2 separate regions of the Zea mays genome follow, and region 2 is linked to region 1. A link is a contact called in public Hi-C data. All regions are on one chromosome and are shown on one strand. Each heading gives the region's core, a stretch centred on a gene start, on an enhancer-like site or on the middle of the called end of the contact. The rest is flanking DNA. Distances are from core to core; before and after follow the strand shown.

The links. A called contact is a pair of places that touch in the nucleus more often than the background predicts.
Region 2: a contact with region 1 is called in a Hi-C map of ear, with 2.1 times the contacts expected there. The contact joins the promoter of LOC100194298 here to the promoter of LOC103640950 in region 1. A contact is called at or near these places in 2 of 25 Hi-C or Micro-C datasets (ear and tassel).

Annotation. Positions count from the first base shown.
Region 1 is chr10:23,668,246-23,671,247 of Zm-B73-REFERENCE-NAM-5.0, forward strand. It overlaps LOC103640950 (condensin-2 complex subunit D3), which reads right to left and starts at 1,465. Exons shown (of 8, transcript XM_008664389.3): 1 at 1-1,465. The coding sequence starts at 1,388.
Region 2 is chr10:24,021,096-24,024,097 of Zm-B73-REFERENCE-NAM-5.0, forward strand. It overlaps LOC100194298 (P-loop nucleoside triphosphate hydrolase superfamily protein with CH (Calponin Homology) domain), which reads left to right and starts at 1,598. Exons shown (of 18, transcript NM_001359448.1): 1 at 1,598-1,971; 2 at 2,696-2,862; 3 at 2,969-3,002. The coding sequence starts at 1,875.

The DNA.
Region 1 (3,002 bases), core at 215-2,714:
CTGACTAATGGATCAGAGCATGCAGCACCCATTGCACAAAGAAGAGAGTCATCTATGGGTCTCCCAATCAAACCAATCGCCTTTGTGATGAGCACAAGCGCAGCCTTCCTCACAGCAGCCTTATCATCGGTGCAGCGTCGTCTCAGCAATTCCCCAAGCTTCATGTCCCCAATCCTCATCACCTCCTGCAACCGGTCAACCTCCACACCTCTCTCAGACAAAATATCAAGCGCCTGGGCTGCATTTATTAATGCCCGAGCTCGAACCCCTCCCACACTATCTGAGCACTTCTCCACCAACACCCGCAGACACTTCAGCCCCCAAGAGCCCTCCTCCATATCACAGGCATCCCCTTCAAATGGTAACAGCACTGGCAGCAAGGCAAGGACCAAATCCACAGCAAGCAGTCGTCCCTTTGCCTTGCCCCTTGCCATGGCCACAACATACCCTGCAAATCCCTCCCTTCCATCTGCCTCCAATGCCCGCACCACCTCGACTATCGCTTCCACCGCCAGTGCCCTGGCCTCCGCCTTGTCCGGTGCCTTTACGGCCAAGTACCTAGGAAGGTACCCCACTGCCTTCCTAACTGCTTCCTCTCCTTCCTCGGCGCCCAAAGGCACCAAGTTCCTCACAATGAACTGCACCGCAGCCACCCGTGCTGCGGATTTCGCGGCCGAGAGCACCACAGGGGCCAGCGCTCGTATCACGTCCTGCACCGCCCCGGCGTGGTAGTCGGATCCAAGGACAGCGGTGAGGACGTCAAACGCCGTGAGCTCCGCGGCGGTATCGACGAGCGACCGCCGCGCGTCCGGGTGGGCCCCGAGCGGCAGCCTCCCCGCGGCGTCCGCCAGCAGGGAGAGCGCCTTCGGGAGCAGCGACGGCGCCGCCGGCGGAGCCGCTGCTGGCTTTTGGCGCTGGTTCTTGCGCTTGCGGGGGTTGGCGGCGCCGCCGGAAACGGAGCTAGGGTTGGAGGCGGCGCTGCCGGCTCCGGAGAAGGAGGAGGCGGCCTTGCGGATGACGAGGAGGAGGGAGAGGAATGGAAGCGGGGAGAAGAGGGTGAGAAGCGGGGAGGCCGGGGCGAGGAGGAGGCGGAGGTAGGCGACGGCTGCGGGGAGCGGGTGCGCGGAGAGCGAGGCCTCGAGCGGGGGCAGCAAGGAGGATGCGGGGACGCCGGCCTCGGCGAGGCGAGGGAAGATGGACGCGACGGCTGCGGGGCTGGAGGAGAGGAATGTGATGGAGGGCAGGGACAAGGGCGGGGAGGTGACGGAGGAGGAAGACGCGCGGCGGTGGAGGGCGGCGAGCTCAGAGAGGACGGTGGGGAGGGAGCCGGAGGCGGGCGCGGGGGAGGCCGAGGATGGGGAGTCGAGGTCCATCTCATCGGCGTCCATGGGATGGGGGCGAGATCGGGCGTGGGGACTGGAGAGAGCACTCGACTGGAGATGGGGGGAAGGACTAGGAGTGTGGGAATTTTGAATTTTGCGGTGTGGAATCGGAATTTATTAGGATTCGGACGGAAATTTGCGGTGGAGGAGAATGGTTGGGCCTACTCCCACCCTACCTCCATCGTTCGCGCGGCCCAGTAATCTAGGCAGCTGCTAATTATTTGAAGTTATTTTTTAATATTGAAAAATAACTGAAATTGCACTTTCCGACTTCGAAATTTTGCAGTTATATGTACCTACCGAACGAGGACCTTTTTTTTTTACAAATCAGTCTATGTCGCTTTCTAGATGGACACCAGTAGAGACCATGGTTGTAAATGAACGAAGTCAGTCAAGATAAACCATTTCTCGTTTTATTTTTACATTTTAATTTGAAAACTGATTTGGGATTGAAATTGAAACGGTATCGGGCACGGGATGATGGAATGAAAAAACAAACTAATACGGACAAAAATGCATCGGTAAATATCGAAAATCATAAAGATAAAACGAAATCACTTTCTGTATCATATATAGTACCATCAATCAACAATAAATATAGGATAATAATATATTAATATGGGTAACATAAGTACATAACGATAAATTGATAATGTGTCTATAAAAACATGTAACAGGTTAATAAAAATGTGTGATTAATTAAATAGACATGCACAATTGAATAAGCACGATGATAGTTCAAAAAAGTCAACCACGTATAACATAGTAACTCAAACTAAAAATAACACCCTACAACTATACCTCAAAGTTCAATATGGTCACTCGTGACATTAGGACCACTATCAATATATTTGTTCTCTTTATCATCTTGCTCCTGGTCCTTCTTTCTATGTCCTTGTCATCCTATAATTAGCATGATACAATTTTGTACAAAAAATATGGGATACACCATGTGAGTATGGCAGTGGGTCGACTAACAACATAATGACGGGATATACCGTATTTGGATACGGTATAATCTCATATGAACACAAGATAAATGGAAAAGGTCGGGATATGGCCTAAACTGTTTTCATTTTGCTACTCCATTTTCGTATCGTTTTCACATTTGATGAAAATACGAATTCGAGTGGGACAAAAACTAAAAATTGGAGTGGAAGGAAGGAGATTTTTTCCTAGTCGTTTACATCCATACCACACAAGGAACTTGTGCCTCGTTGGCCGAACGGCAAGCTCCTGTCGCTTGTTGGTATTTGGTAGGGCGGTAGGCACCCTAGTGCCCAACTGTCGGGCTATAGACTACAATGAGCATATAAACTTAACTAGACATATGCTCATGCGTTGCTACGGAATCAATATGATAAAAATGCATTGATATACAAAAACACTAATTGTTTATTCTATATTGTTGTTAATATCACTAAAAGCAGATGTTTACATACCTTGCAAACATAAAAATAGAACGCACTTTCATCAAATTAAAAATAACAATGACAATGTTAAATATAAATATTAGCATCCTCACAAGATTAGAGCAGTTATCTACAAGAAGTTTTATCTGAAATTCGGGCAATATACACAACCTCAGCAGTATAAAGAAGTATAATAAAATCCTGGTGA
Region 2 (3,002 bases), core at 348-2,847, 350 kb after region 1:
GCAAAATACTATTTTGCACTGTAGATTGCACGGTTTGCATAATGGAGTTTGAAATAGGGACTAAGATAGGGGTGAGATAGAGAGTTTGATGTAGATAGTCTATGGAGAGTTGCGTAGTAATGTGGAGTTATTAGTTTGGCTAATTGCCAAACTAACTTAGCTAACTTGCAAGTATGGAGATAGTCTATGGAACTCCACACATCAGTTTTGGTGATAAGCTATCTCCATAGACTATCTCACTAGCTAAACTTAGCTAGCCAAGCTAACTTGCCAAGTATGGGATGGTGTGGATCCACATGTCAGTATGTGGAAAGAAGAATTGAATGTAGCGGTCGGGATTTGGAGAATAGAGAGTATGTTGAAGCGAGATGCTACTATAGGTGACCAGATGGGCCGGGCTACATAGGCTAGCACGAGGCATATCCATTTTGGCACGGCACGTACACGACATTGACATGATAGTAACTGTGTCGGGCCGACACGAGGCCCGTCATGGGTCGTGTTTGGGCTTACGTACAAGCCCATCGAGCGGCACAAGCACGACCCATTTACTGTCGGCCTAGTTAGCACGATGCTAGGCACAGATAACCCATCAAACCGAGCACGGCCTAGTCCGACTCGTTTGTGGCCTAGCTTTATTTGTCCTAATCTAACCCACCATATATACAAAAATGACCAACTCGACCCTCACTTTCAAGCTATTTCGAGTTCTGTTAAAAAACGAGAAAATTAAGCATAAAATAGGAAAAAATAAGTTATTTTCGAGCTCTGTTACAAGGTGGGCCTTGAGCCGCCCAGCACGATAGCACGACATGACACGATAGCCCAACACGACTCGTTAAAAACTAGTCGGCCTGTGGTTAGGCTCAGACTTCGGTCCACGGACGGACACCGTACGACCCGCTATTTATTCGTGTCGTGCTTCGGCCTGATTAAATTGGCACGACCTATGACGGGCTCGGGTCGTGCCGGCATGGCATGGCCCAATGGCCACATATAGATGCTACACATAGAGTGTAATTTTTATAAAAAAGTAAATAGAGAGTCAAATAAAGAGTAAAATTAGAGAGTTGCTTGGAGATACTGTAACTTCGTAATCCCAGTAGCAGCAAGCTAAAAAAAACCCAACCATTTGATTGGGGAGAGAGGTGGGATAGAGCTGCTATATTCTGCGTTTGGTTGGAGAGCGAATGTATTGGTCGCATATTTTCATCAGATTTAAGACAAGATCACTCAAAAAATAGTGGAATCCTACTGTTCCACTTCGTCCTCTCTCTTTGCGGTGAGGACAAACAAAAAATCAAACGATTCAACTCGGCTCTCAAAATCTTAAATGGAACCACTCCACTGTTTAAATTTGGAATAGAACACCTCCACTCCTCCCACCAAACGGACCCCAAATGGCACGATAGATCCATCCACCGATGAACAAGAACGGACATGAACGTTGAACCCGAATCCAAGGAAATGTGGTTTTAAAAAATGTATTAAAATATTTTCGAAAGGGATCCAAGAAAACGCAAGAGTATGGGCACGTGTACATGACTTTGCAAATCACCCCATGATATCTCCCCATTCCAACTTCGCCACCTCCCTTCCCCCGCAACGTCCACATCATCCCAGTCCCAACCGCTCTCTTCTCTTCGAGCGCCATCGCCGTTCGAAACCAGCGCCGCCCGATCCCGAGAATACCCACCACCCCTCTCCCTCCCTCCCGCTGCCGCCCCCACCTCCAGCAGACGCGACGCGAGCGCAGTCCACCCTCTACGACTACACACACTCTCTTTCTCTCTCTGTTCTCCTTTCATCTCCACTCGTCCGCTTTGTCGGAACCGTTGCTGGTGGCTCCGGGGTTCTGCGACTGCGCATAGGGAATGGCGATGGCGGCGGCGGTTTTGGAGGAGGCGCTGCGATGGGGTGGAGGAAGCGTTGGGGACGACAACGTGGCCGCGCGCAGGGCAGAGGAGGCCGGTGAGTTGGGTTCTTGGGCACCTGCTGTGCGCGGATCGCGCTGAATCAGGGGGTGCGGCGGATTCTTTAGTGTCTGTTGTTGTAAGGCGTTCTTGGTTTTATGTGAACGCTTTGAGAAGAAAGGTTGGGCACGGATAGTCTCGTCTTTGTGTTGCGGTGGATCGGTTTGACACTGAAGTTTGATTCACTGAGGATGGTTTCGAATTTTCAAATTTGTCGGTCAATTTGGGTGTCATGATCCTCGTGGGATGTAGTGATTCAACAGCTGAACAACCTGTCTGGTAGTTTACTGTTTCAATCTGAGGTCCTGTTGAGCTTACTCGCGTAGACTTAATGTGATCCATGCTTTGTGCATCTCGGTGGGCACAGGTTTTATGTTTTCTTATTTACCCTTTTGTATATATTAGTTTGCATTAAAACGTGTATTCATGGCCACAATATAATGCTGTGCAAATTGAGCAGCTGTGCAAATTATAGTGTAGTGATTGCTTTCCCCCTTTTTTGGTGAAATGCTGCTGTGACTAACTATTGATGGTAAGCTAACATCAAGCATACCAAATCAGGAATTTGACAGCTCCTTTTAGTTGGATTTCGACCCCACCAAGAAAATTAAGTCTGGCCTTATTATTACCTGATAACCTATATGTTTCAAGGGCATCTCTGTTTGTAATTATTACAACATGTCAGAGGAAGGTGCACTTATTTCCCTTGTTGGTTAATGCAGCGATAAGAAGGCATGAAGCAGCCAGTTGGTTGCGAAAAACGGTTGGGATAGTGTGTGCAAAGGACCTGCCGGAAGAGCCCTCTGAGGAGGAATTCCAGCTTGGTCTGAGAAATGGCATTGTCCTCTGCAACGCACTGAATAAGGTCCAGCCAGGCGCCATACCCAAGGTTACACTTCTCACCTTCGATTTTCTAGTTTAGTTTGCTAGCTGTCGCACATGCCGAATATCTGATGCCAATCTTTTGTCAATGTTAATATTAACATTAATTCTAGATTGTCGGAGTCCAGTCAGATACTGCGGTCCCTG